Linked DNA regions of Xenopus laevis: region 1 is linked to region 2. The links are chromatin contacts, called in public Hi-C maps. All regions are on one chromosome and are shown on one strand. Each heading gives the region's core, a stretch centred on a gene start, on an enhancer-like site or on the middle of the called end of the contact. The rest is flanking DNA. Distances are from core to core; before and after follow the strand shown.

What was found. Hi-C and Micro-C count contacts between places; a contact is called where the count stands out from the background.
Region 1: a contact with region 2 is called in a Hi-C map of the XL177 cell line, with 4 times the contacts expected there. The contact joins the enhancer-like site here to the promoter of LOC108707475 in region 2. A contact is called at or near these places in 2 of 4 Hi-C or Micro-C datasets (the XL177 cell line and the XTC cell line).

Annotation. Positions count from the first base shown.
Region 1 is chr2L:59,746,231-59,753,160 of Xenopus_laevis_v10.1, reverse strand. No RefSeq gene overlaps it. Among protein-coding and RNA genes, the nearest start is that of LOC108707475, 61 kb to the right of the region's middle. Within about 2 kb of position 5,515, at least 1 of the 7 cell types and tissues checked has an H3K27ac peak or open chromatin away from gene starts, as enhancers often do.
Region 2 is chr2L:59,687,399-59,693,836 of Xenopus_laevis_v10.1, reverse strand. LOC108707475 (endothelin-2-like) reads right to left here and starts at 4,928. Exons shown (of 4, transcript XM_041581920.1): 1 at 4,517-4,928; 2 at 660-779. The coding sequence starts at 4,575.

The DNA.
Region 1 (6,930 bases), core at 4,266-6,765, 59 kb before region 2:
GAAGTAATGCTCTACACAAATAAGTTAGGGTGAGGGGTCTGGGAGTGAAGGTATAACAGTCATCCCTCAGCATATTCTTCATGGATAAATCCAGTTATCAGCAAAGATACAGAAAGAATTATAGCAATTACTATGTGTTATGTGACTCAAGCAGATGCATTCTTTTCTCACTGAAATAAATGATGAGCTGTCCTTGTTGTGTGAAGTCATGGTTCTCCATCTTAAAAAGTAAGCCATAAGACTGACCTGGTTGTACATCTCATGTGAGAGTAATCTTGTAGGTTAGCTCAAACTTTTGGGGACTGTATTGTGAATAAACAGGTAGTGGTCAAAATAATGGAAACACTCCTATTAGTTTTGCTATTACTAATTGTTTATGTCTCTTTGTAACCTTAATATAACCTGTATCAAACTTCATGTTCATGACGAAGAATCTTTGAATGTATTGTTTTATTATTATTATCCTTCGTTCAAGATATGTAGTGCATCTGTAAACAGGAGTCTTGTGAATTCCAAAGAATACTACTCACTGTTGTCTGTCTTTTACAGACAACTGCAATGACAATTGCTACTTTGTTTTGTATCCAGACAAACCTGTTCCAAGGTTATGACAGCATTCACAAAGTATGGAAAGACAGCTTTCTAGGGGACTAGGTACATCCAATTGTCAAGCATTGTTTCCAGCATGAAGCGTTGATTTAATAGGGTTGTCCAACTAAAAATAAAAAAAGAGATGTATAGTAGGCTGTAAAAACTGCTATTCTAAAACAATTTGTAATTGAATAAAAATATAGCTACAATTAGCATACAAGAAGTTAATGCGTTTAAAAGATGGTCATGCCCCTCAGCCAGATGTGTCCAGTGTAGGTTTGAGAAACAAGAAGTTCCTCCTGTTTGTGGTAAGAGCAAATAACATATTTAATGTAAATAAGCCATTGTGGTTGTTTTCAAACACCAGTGAGAAGAAGAGAACTGAAAACTGTATGCTGGGAAAAATGAAATAACAACCCCCAACAGTTAAGAATTAGATTTTAGTCTGTTCCACATACATTACAGAATGTATTAAGGACAAATGGTGGTTCATAAGTGGTGCAGAGTCAGGCATTCCATTAACTGACATCCCACAATTATGCCACCCCTCTCTACATATGTCTCCCAGATAATACCCTAAAATTCTTAAAGTTTCCCTCTGCATTCCATCCTTTCCATATTAATAGCAATACCTATAAATTTTAGGACCTTTGGTTTTTTCCTCTTCTCTAAATGTTAAGGCCACCCACTATAAAGTGTCCCTTTATTCAGGCAGTTCACTAAGTCTGTGACGGTTCTCATTCATTAAGGTCATGGTATATCTATAGTAGTAAGTCAAACCAACAGGACTTGCTGTATCATCCGACAGGCTTTCTCAATTCAGAATGACCTGTACAAAAATATTTGTGGTTATATACCCTGGAATCTTACTCCAATCAGTATAATATGTGTAGTATACCAAAGACCTCATGGAGGCAAGGTGTTGATTGCATTAACATGATTGGAGCTATGAGGTGTTATTAGACCATCCAGGAAGGGTTGCTAAAACAACATTGTATGTGGCAGACAATAGGTGTCGAAACCCCCCCCCCTGTTCAGACTTGTTTTTCCATTTTCACAAATATGGCTTCTTTGACCCCTCTTTTGAACCAGTCCACCTCCCTGTCCAGAATGTGAACATGGCAGTCTTCAAACGTGTGTCCTTTTTCCTTTAGACACAGTCCTGACCAGAGTAGCTGGCTTTTCTGTGCTGCGACATATGTTTGTGTACCAGCTGTGTAGTTTCTCCCACGTTGTTTCATTTCTCCCAAGTCCGATTACTCCTCATTGCACTGCAATGTATACACAATGTTACTTTTCTCATGCTTTGGTATTGGGTCGTTTGGATGAACCAGTTGCTGCCTCAGTGTGTTGCTGTGTTTAAAGCAGACCGATGTGCAGTGTTTATTAAAAACCCTTAAGTTTTCTGACACCCCAGAAATATATAGAAAGACCAAGTTCTTTCATCTGTCCTGTTTTCTACCTTCACTGGTAGTTTTGATGTTGTTCTTGATCCTTCTCCCAGTTTTAACAAAGACCCAGTCTGGATACCACCACTTTTTAAGGGCCCCTCTGAGGTGTTTCAACTCTTTTGCTTGAACCTCTGTGCTGGTGGTGATCATGTCTGCTCTGTGTTGTCATGTTCTGATAACCCCCAGTTTGTGATCTAATAGATGGTGGGATTCAAATAGCAGGTACTGGTCTGAGTAGGTTGGATTCCTGTAGAATTCCAATTCCAGCTTCCCACTCTTACCAAGCAGTCCAAAAAAAATGAGTGCATGTCTTGCATATCCTTACATGTAAATTTGATGTTGTGGTCCATTGTGTTGATGTGTTCAGTGAAAATCTGTACCTTAATCTGTATTTTAACCCAGGTGTCATCCACATATCTGAACCAATGACTGGATGTCATTCCTTTGAAAGTACCCAGAGCCTTTATTTCCACTTGCTCCACATACAGGTTTGTCACGATGGGTGAAACTGGTGATCCTGTGGTGCAGCCATGCTTCTGCCTGCAGTTCACTTAGGTTTGAACACCTAAAAGTGATCATTGCTTAACCTAGGGTAGTTACTTCTTCTGAGTTAAAATCATTGTCTTGCATTTCAAGAGTTGCCCAGTAGATGGCAGTTATAGAATAATAAAGGTAGTACACGCAATGACCCTCGTTCTTGCCTTCATCGTCCTGGAAGGTGGGTACAGGATTGGGCCTGGACAGGTGGCAGGGTCAGTAGGAGAAGCTAATGCCAGACTATTCCTGTAATAGTCACTGTAGGAGGGTAGTAAGGGTAGTAGCAGTCAGAGGCTCCATCAAGGAGATTGGTTAGGTTAGTTCCCTGCAGTGACAAGGCCACCAGTATTGGGACTCAAATGGTTGAAGTCAGTGACACTGAGAGTGAGATCTTTGAAGCAAGAGGCTGCTGTGAGATTCGCCTCTGGTGAGGACACAGTGTGTGGGTTGTGGTTTACCACTGACTGAGGAGGTATTCAGACTGTTCTTTATGTGATATTGTGCTATAAGAACTGCTAGATCCAGAAGCAATTTGCCTGTGTCTGGTTTTGAAGAAAACACTTTTGCTCAAAATACTCCAATTATTTACATCTGTTGGTTGGTAGATACTCAAGGTCAACCTCAATGAGAAGAGTTGCAGGTAAAATCTACTTTAACTGGAGTTGCCAGAAGTTGTCTCTAGTATTAAAGTGCCATTATAGTGCCAGAGGGATATTGCAAGCAACACAAATTTCTATAACTCACCAACGGATGGGCTACATATACCTACCTTGGTTAACTGAGCTACTGGACCCACTCGCCTTACTAGGATTATGGTGTTATCAAATAAGGTATACACTGCAGACCAGAGATTTGTTAATCCCATCATTAACAGAGACTCCAGGGGTTGAGAGAGGTGGTGAATTAGCCTGTATTTTCCCAGCTCCTTTTTGGCTCCAAGATGTGGTAGGGGGCCAGGGCTGTCCAACTGGTGACCCCCCCTTCTGTGGCCCCCACCTACCTGCTGTGTTTGTTTACCATGTGTAAAATTTAAAAAGTATCACTACAGAGATTAACTGGCCCCTGCATTGTTTAAACCTCAAATTCAGACTAATCCCCTGTATTGTTCACACCTGTGATCCTCCTGCATTGTTCTCACTTGTGGCACCTCTATTGTTTATATGCTAAAGCCCTGTACTGTTCACACCTGAGACCCAGACTGAAACTGCCCACATTGTTTACCTGTTCACACCTTATTCAATATGCTAATGGAGCACCAGCACTGTGTCACTGTATGTGGTACATATTAGAATGATAGCTTTCCCTGTCTGCTGCTCTGTTCTACCTTCCCTCACTGGGGCTCATTTATCAACACTGGGCAAATTTGCCCATGGGCAGTTACCTATAGCAACCAATCAGTGATTAGCTTTTTGAAGCCAGCTGCAAGTAGAACAATGAATGCAGCAATTTGATTGGTTGCCATGGGTTACTGCCCATGGGCAAATTTGCCCAGTGTTGATAAATGACCCCCACTGTGTGTGCCATTCTCTGCTTGCTCAGTGCTGCTTGTGTGTTCCATTCTCTGCTTGCCTAGTGCTGCTTGTGTGTGCCATTCTCTGCTTGCCCAGTGCTGCTTGTGTGTGCCATTCTCTGCTTGCCCAGTGCTGCTTGGATGTGCCATTCTCTGCTTGACCAGTGCTGCTTGGGTGTGCCATTATCTGCTTGCCCAGTGCTGCTTGTGTGTGCCATTCTCTGCTTGCCCAGTGCTGCTTGGGTGTGTCATTCTCTGCTTGCCCTAAACATAAAAATGAACTTACTGCACCACAAGCCTAATCAAACAAATGATTTATGCTTTCAAAGTTGGCCACAGGGGGTCACCATCTTGTAATTTTGTTAAACATCTTTGCAAGACTATGCACATGCTCAGTGTGGTCTGGGCTGCTTAGGGATCATCATAAATTATCAAAACAGCACAAGTCAAATAATATCTGCAAAAAGCCGAGACTGATTAATAATCAGAATATGCAGACTGCAATGGGTCCTGTGTTGTCATGTAATCTAATGTGGATTTTATCGTTTTTGTATTGTTTAATGCAAACTTTCTCCAACTCTGCAGAACCAGTAGCTGCAGCAAAATAATCCTCCAAAATAGAATTCCAGTTTATCTGTTTAAATTTGGCATGATCTTTGTCCCTGCAGCAGGAAACGGTAAAGGGGATGCAAAGGCAAAATAAAATCCAATACAAATCTTTACACAGTCGCCGACTGCTCTACAGGGAAACAAACAAAACTGTTTGAGTTCTGAATGGCTGGGAAGTAAGGCAGGGGCTCCCCCTGGAGTTCATAAGTATGATTGTTCCCTGCCCAGCAGTTAGGGACCATCTGACAATTCCTATCCACAGCAGTAAATGAAGGGAGAATTTCACTGCATACAGTCAGGTTTCTTATAAAAACGGTACACATTTTTTAATCAGAGTATATTGGAGGTAGGTTTCTTTTCATTAAAGATTGGATTTTATTTTTTTGCCTTTATATGCCCTTTACATAACGCAACATGTCATCTACCCTCACTAGACTCCATTTGTCAAGGTCTGTGGGTGGCACATTTGCTTTCTTTTTAATACATGTAAAACATCTGGCTTGAGGGTGGGTACCTCCAGATTTAGAGCATTCATATCCTCCATTTGTCTTGCAATTTGCACTGGCCCTCATTATATCGAAAACAGATATTCTGTCTAGATCCTGTGGTGAACACCAACTCTCCAGGGCTGCCTGGAAAATGCTGTCCCCTTTGAAAGCCCATCAGTCTCAATCGCAAACTAATATCCTTATGGTCCCACAATATGGTGGCCTTTGAGGCCATCCATAGGAAATGTTTATCATATTGCCACCATTCCATAACACCATAATCTCTACAGGCAGCCCATAAAGTAGAAAAGAGTTCATAGTTTAGGTTTCTTTTCCCCAACAATGTTGGCAAAGATCTGGAAAGCTCTTAGACACATTTAAAGGGGGTAATGGAAGCTGTAACCAATACCGCATGTCAACTCACCTAAATACTGGTAGAATGCAATGGCCACAAACTATGCCTTTTCCACTTTCTGCCTCCAAGCCCAGTTGCTGTTTATTACACAGGTCTCATGGAGATATTTATATAGTATAATTTCTATAAAATCATGTCCATGAGCATGTTATAGGCTCTTCTAGAGACCTCTAGAACTGCTATTAATTAAACATACTAGGTATGCAATTATTATACTGTTAATACTGTATATTACAAATCTATGGGAAGCCTTAGTTTTTCATTAATAATAATAATCATATGTTTTGTTGGTGGTATTAATATTTCCATAATGGTTTTATATAGTCTGGGATTCTCCTACTGGTAACTTGGTATAGACTTGCATTTTCCTTCTCTATATGAAATGATGTGATGTGGAATATTTGATCTGGATCAGCTATACTATCCTTTTTCAAAGCAGTTATTTTTTAGGCAAAATGCACAGTCAATTAATGTTTTTTTTCTCTGCCAGTGATCTTTGATCATGCAAAATGCATTGAAGTCAGTGGAGGTTTTTCTTGCACATTTTTTTTTCCCGACTAAATTCTGCTGCAATTTTAAGAAAAAATTAGAAGATGGCCAAGCAACGAATTTTGCTGCAAATCCATGTCAGGTGAACATTTTCCTCATCACAGCCCAAACGAAATCAAGCACTCTCTATATGTATATACAGTATGTATATTGTACATTGTACTAGCTGACTGTATATGCATACATTGTACTTTTGTGTATCACTTTAATGGATGGAAGATTATTTACTGACAAGTATATGGATCAGAAGTATTTCTTTCTGCACAAATATTGCTTGACGCATGGTTGGGGCCAAAGAAGCAGATACCATGAGACCACAGGCATTGTGATAGGGCAGTGATTTCACATACAGTACATTTCCCAGTGTTACACTGGACCGTTTTTCCTGCATGACAAGCATTAGTAGGGGCATAAGCACTGAAGTGGCTCTAGTGGCATATTGGCTGCCATTGGCCAAGTTATCTTTACAAGGCCATGGACATGGTACTACCACGACAACAGTACCAATGTAATTTATCTGGAACATAGTTAGGATCTGGTTAATAAATGTACTTAGGTCTCATGGACACATAAGTAGTGTTCTGGCTATTATGTTAGACATCCAGTCACTCCAGCCTTTATACATTACATTGGCTAACTAACTATATTAGAAACATTTTTTATTTTGCGCAGCCTATCTATTTACCATATTTTTATTTTTACACTGAACAATTATTTTAAGAGAATATATTTACATTTTAATCTCTTAGCATTTCTAACTACTAAAGCCCCTGTATACAG
Region 2 (6,438 bases), core at 3,679-6,178:
AAGCAGAATGGCACCAGTGCAATTACCCATAGCAACTGCATATCACAAGGTTTCCACCAACTTTACTCTAACTTCATATTCTTGCAGGTGACTAGTAGGAAAGCTTGTGCACTTTGACCTTTATCAGCATTTCTGATTAGCATTGACAAGTTACTTGTTACTTGTTCTAGCCATGTGAATGGCATGCAGTGAATATTGAGAGTGCCTGATGCTATCATAAGCTAAAATACAGGACATACCAGTCAATGCAGAAAGCTACATATATTAAATTCTTAGTACAGGTATGGGACCTGTTATCCAGAATGCTCTGGACCGGGGGCTTTCTGTAAGACTTAAGGCTTACCTTAAGTCTACAGAAAAATAGTTTAAACATTAATTAAACCCAATAGAATTGGTTTGCCTCCAAAAAGGATTAAGTATATCTTAGTTGGGATCAAGTGTTTTGTTATTAGAAAGAAAAATTAAATCATTATTAAAAACGTAAGCTATTTGATTAAAATGGAGTCTAGGAGATGGCTTTCTGGATAACGAGTTTCTGGATAAGGGATACAATACCTGTTAATCAAATAGATTCAATTGCCAATATTTTCTTGTCTAGCCTAGTGTGAAAAATCTATACACTTGGGGGAAAATGTGATAAATTGCACATGGACATTTACCTTGCTTCCTGGTGGCAAAATGTTTCACATACTCTGTCTCCTTTATCCTCACACTGACAGCGGGGTGTTGTTCTCTTCCGACGCCTTGGTAGGTTCCCTAATCCATAAGGAAGGGTTTGTCTATGAAAACAGGTAAGCAGATGATGTAAATGTCCATCTTAAATACATATTATATCCTCAAGTATCTTCAGTAGTTAGAAAGATTTAGGGGGTTATTTACTAAACCACAATGTTTTCTGGTTTTGTTTTTTGCACAAAAACTCAATTTATTGTGGGGAAAAAAACTCAAATTTTTGGAGATTTATTATAGCCCGCAGCTGTAAAAAGTCAGAAACCGAAAATCCGCCATCTCAACCTGTTGAAGATATTGTGAAAAATGAATGGTTTTCTGTAGATAACCCCAAAAAAATAGAGCAATGCAGGCGTCCAATATGAAAAATGAGTACAATTCGGGTTTTGTTGAGTTTTTTCCCCAACTCAACTTTTTCCAATTATTTTATTGATAAATAAGATACAATCATGGATGGGAGTTTAGTTGAGCTTGGTTTAATAAAAATATGAGACAAATTCAAGCATTATTAAATAACCCCCTTAGTTCTGGCTCTTCCAGAAGATTAAACAAGATTACAGGTATGGGATCTGTTATCCGGAATGTTATCCTGTTATCTGAATTACAGGAAGGCCATCTCCCATAGACTAAATTTTATCCAAATACATTTTTTAAAATTTTCTCTGTAATAATCAAACAGTACCTTGATACTAACTAAGATATAATTAATCCTTAATGGAAGCAACACCAGCCTGTCACGGCCGGCACCCAATACAAGAACAAATGCCAAGGACCCTGGTCTCGGCTCGGCTTCACCAGTAGTGTGACCACCTTTGGGCTTCGGGAGGAGCCCTTAGCTTAATTGGGTGCCACCTGGACTTAACGAGGGGTACAAGGCAAGGTGTTCTGGCTGGCAAAGGGGCACGACCGGATAGCAAGAGTCTTTGGGCAGAAGGTCAAGGACAAGGCGTCTGGTGGAAAAGGAACAGACCGGATCAGGACAGGCAGATAACAGAATCGTCAGGCAAGCAAGGGGTCAAAACCAGATAATCAGACAGACTGGGTCGAGGCAGGCGGATATCAGAATCGTCAGGCAGGCAAGGGTCAAACCGGGTAGTCAATCAAGGGGTTAAGCAGGAAGAGTTGTCGTGGCAGGCAAGGGTCAGGATACAGAATGCAGAATAGACAGGCAGGGTCAAACACGGATAATCAGTCAGGATAGCAAATTCAGGAACAGGTAGCACAAAGCTCAGGAAACCACAGGATATGATCCTATAATGGGCACTGGCTACAGGTCTGAATGGGCCTTAAATAGGGTCCCAATTCGCGCCAAAAATGTGCGCAATTTCACGCCATTGCGTGCTGCCGCAATCACGCCAGCGTGCCTGCACCTTTAAGAGACGCGCCCTAGGGATCCAAGATGGTGCCGGCAAGGGGAGAACAGGAGAGGAGCATCGGGCGTCCACGCCGAGGACGCGGCGTGGACCCCGCTGCCCACTAGACCACCAGGGTAGGTTTCTTACACAGCCTATTGGGTTTATTTAATGTTTTCTAGTAGACTTAAGGTATGAAGAACCAAATTACGAATGATCCGTTACCTGGAAAAGTACTGAGCATTCTGGATAACAGGTCCCATACCTGTAGTAGTTTAAGACTTTGTAAATGAGAGTGGGTCTTTGCTGCTCAAGCTTAGTTTAGCCTTCAGAATGTGTGAATTCTTCATGCACTGTATTTCCCTTGACATTCAGACACATTAGAATGATTGAATAATGAATACTGATGTAGGTCACCCCTACTTTCCTATGCTCATTAGTTTTACAGTTGCTCCCATTTGTGCAGACATATGAAGAACCATAAAGTGGTTGACCTGTCGCTGTCAAAGTTAGGCTAAATTTGGCCATATCTTTAAAGATATCTTTTGCAAGGCTGCCAAACAGCAGATCTTTCCCCAATATGCCCAATTTGAGATGGGCGTTATAAGGCTGACCTGATTGATCTTTGGCGTTGTAGATCACAATGACATTAATTGCGGGCTGTCAGGGCAAGGCCCACATCAATAAACCAATGAGCTCTTTTGAGGATTTTTAAACCTGCTTGATCAAAGATGAGAAAGATACTGGTTACATCTTGAAGCATATTTGGGAAAGAAGTAATCTCATATCGGTGCTACTGTCTCATTTGCAGTCTTTATTCTTCATTACAAGAAATGGGCAAATAGTGCCAAATAAAGAGTTCATTTCTGGAAAGCTTGTCTTTAAAATATGTCTATAATAAAATTGAATTGTTAGTTCATAAATTAATAAAACAGCCGCAAAATATTACAACACTCAGCTTTTCCCCTAGAGAGGAGCAGACATGGCTCTAAAAATATCCCATGGGTGCCCTGCCTGGCTGCATGATCTGTAATGAAATTGAATCTGCCTGGTCTGGAGACTGAAAGCTCTAGAGACAAACACTCCTGGCAACAGCTGTTCAAACAGGTGTGCATTATCTGTCCTCAGTCTCTTTAATAAATCTTATATCAAATATCTCTGTGATAATCCTCCACTGTTCCATAGTCCAGGGTGTTGTGCTGCCTATTGTAGGCATGTGAGATGACTAGATTTAAAGGGCATCTCCAATCGAAACGATTTTTTTTTGGAAATGTATTTGCTTGTAACGGAAAGACTATTTATATCTATGTAACTGAAGCTCCCTAATTAACAGACCTCGAGGAGAACTGATTCCTGCTACATTGTTTTAGAGGGAAAGACTGCTTTTGAATATCAATTACATTTTCCAGGGACTGTAAAAGCCACTGAAAATGTTGGTGGGTAGTAGCAAGGGCTAAAGATTGTATTATATTTATTTGAAAACCCGCACATTGCATTGAGTTTTTAGGCAATATGTATTATTTTAAATGTCTACATACAAAAGTAGGTGCTCAACCCACAGAGCATTTGCAGCAGCTAAAAATGTGCTTACATTTCTCTGGCCTAAAGAGCAGTCATACTACTCAGCTGCTGAAAGCTGACTCAAATGTAAGTGGACTGTTGGACGGCATACAATTGCACCCCAGTCAGGACTTGCTTGTGGGATGAGTATGGAAGTAGATATTTCATTTCAGCTAAAGCATTCTTGATAAGGAAAATATGTGGGTCTATAGAGAACACAAACGAACTACAGTGTTTTACAAGTGTCCTTCTTAGACACCAGATACAAAGGATACTTATCAAAGGGTAAATAGACTTTGTTATAGTTTGCCAGAGGGAAAATGCACAGTTCTCTATTCACTGGTACATTTTTAGGGGCATATTTATCAGTGAATGAAAGTGAGAGTTTGTCTCTTGATAAAAATCCCATACACAAGGACTGAAAGCTTTGCCCAGCTTTTACTTCTGACAAACTGCGATACATTTTATTTCACCCCTTTGCTAAATCTACCACTTTGTATCCTTCTGGTCTGTCTTCCCAAACCTCTGTATGCATATCCATAAATTATTCATAGAGCATTTCTTTATAGAGAGGACCTATTGTGATGAGTCATTAACTCTGTATGGGCAATGGGAATTTGATGCTTGCAGGAAATCCACGCTACAAATCTCCTTAAAATGCCTTCCTATTCGATAGCCATCAGATCGCCGGTTTAATTGTGGAAAATCCCCATATTTGGAGGTTAATAATTTGTAATGCATTTTTAGGAGATTTGTTGCCTGCGGGTAGCACAAATTTCTTGCAGGTGAAAAATCTCATCATGTGCCATTGCCCTAAAGGTAAGGAATGTTTCCTGCTGTCTGTGCAGAAAGTACTTATGTACTAAGATACTCACCCTCCAGTGTTTACCCATATTATATCCAGGTGGCAGAAGTACACACACTCCTTATCCATCCATGTATTGCAGGAACATCTCTTTGCCCTTGTGTGCAGGTTAAATTGTGGGATAGAAGGAGGAGCTGGGAAGGAAAGCACCCCTGTTACTGAGAAAGGAAAAATACACAATTATGGTACAATTATAATTATTTAATCATCACTGTTAACTGACATTAATTATGAGGAATCACCATTGTGTAGTATTCTTAGGGTAGTTTTAATTTTAGGGAACTGATAATGTTGAGGGAATGTTTAACATATTAAGGTAGGTAGGTAGGTATTGGATCCATTATCCAGAAACCTCAAACATATTGAAATGCCTTTTCCCATCTAACAAATAATTCTTGATTTTTGACTGATGCGTTTCGTTCCTGTAATAATGATAACGGACATTGCACTTGATATGATTGTTGATAAGTAAATGTTGTCAGTAAAACAATGCTGTTGGTTTGCTTTCGTTTTGAAATGTTTTGTCATAGCCTTAAAGTGATACTGACACTAACATTTTTTATTTTTACATTAAAAGTTACCTATAGGTCATGTTGATCTTTTTTCACTGATAGTTCTGCTTTTGTAAGTAATTGTTAGTTGAAGTTCCTAAACCTGACTGTTTTGACAACCTGACTGTCCCTTCTTAGCCTGTCAGTTAGAGTTTCTAATGCTAACGGAATATTGCTGCACAAATATGACAGCTGCCCTCATAGAGGAACAGGATCGTAAGACAGGTAATGTAAAAGCATCAGGCAAATACTTTTATGACAAAATTATAAATAGCATTCAAAGACAATGTTATGACAAATACAAAAAAAAAATTATTTTCTGGTGTCAGTATCTGTTCATGTTATCCGATTCTGGATAATAGATCCAATAACAGTACAAAGAGTTATTCTGCAAATGTAATGCTGTTTAGGGGTCTGGGAGATAAAGCCTGCAGTGCCTCAGTGCGTGAGTGGAAGTATTTCAATATAAGAATAACTGACTCATTCAATAATCCCCCTCATCTGTATGGTGATGATAACTGCCATCATTATACAGAGCATCCTGCTTGCAAACACTTTTGCATTCCTTACAATATATTCACTGCTAGTGTACACATTAGCTGATATCTATAGAGCCACCTATCTCCATTCCTTTTTTCCCATGCTAGAAAAGCTGACAGGGCACATTCATTTATGGACCTCAATTAACCACTAGTTCACCTCTAAAGCACACTTTCGCTCCGGCAGGAGTTACACAACAGTCGACCTGATGCACGCCAAGGAAAGCTTTATGTAAACAAATCATTTTAGAGCACCAAAGTCCAAATCTAAAAGGGGTAAAATTATGTAAAATTGTGATGTGATAAAAAGCAATCTATTGAGCCTGTTGGGAAGAGTGAGGCCATAATGCATTGGGAAGGAGCACATCTGACGCCTGGTTAGTTGGACACACATATATTCCAGAATTCCAAATAGGTAATGAAATCATTTAGTTCTCCGAATAGGTTCTTTTTTGTTATTCCTCTGTTTATTCGACTAAAGCAAAAAAAAAAAAAAAATCTTTTACACCTGACAGTATATGACTGAAATTCAGCATATTTATAGGAAATGGTTCCTCAGCAGAATGTGTTCTAATTAATGACAGGTACATTGTGCTAGGGAAGGTCCATGGTTATTTATAGTCACATCAATTGAGATCAGATGTTATACAGAGAATACATCCTTCCCGTGAAGCTTTAGTTTTATGGCACACATAACGTCTGCCTTGTTCATTCCATACTCCAATTTAGATATATTCTAAGGATTCCAGCAGGCTCTACATTGTATGTGATTTTTGCCATTTTCAGTTTTTAATTCATTTTAAATAATTTCTAGGGAGATGTAATGGAGATTTTATACAATT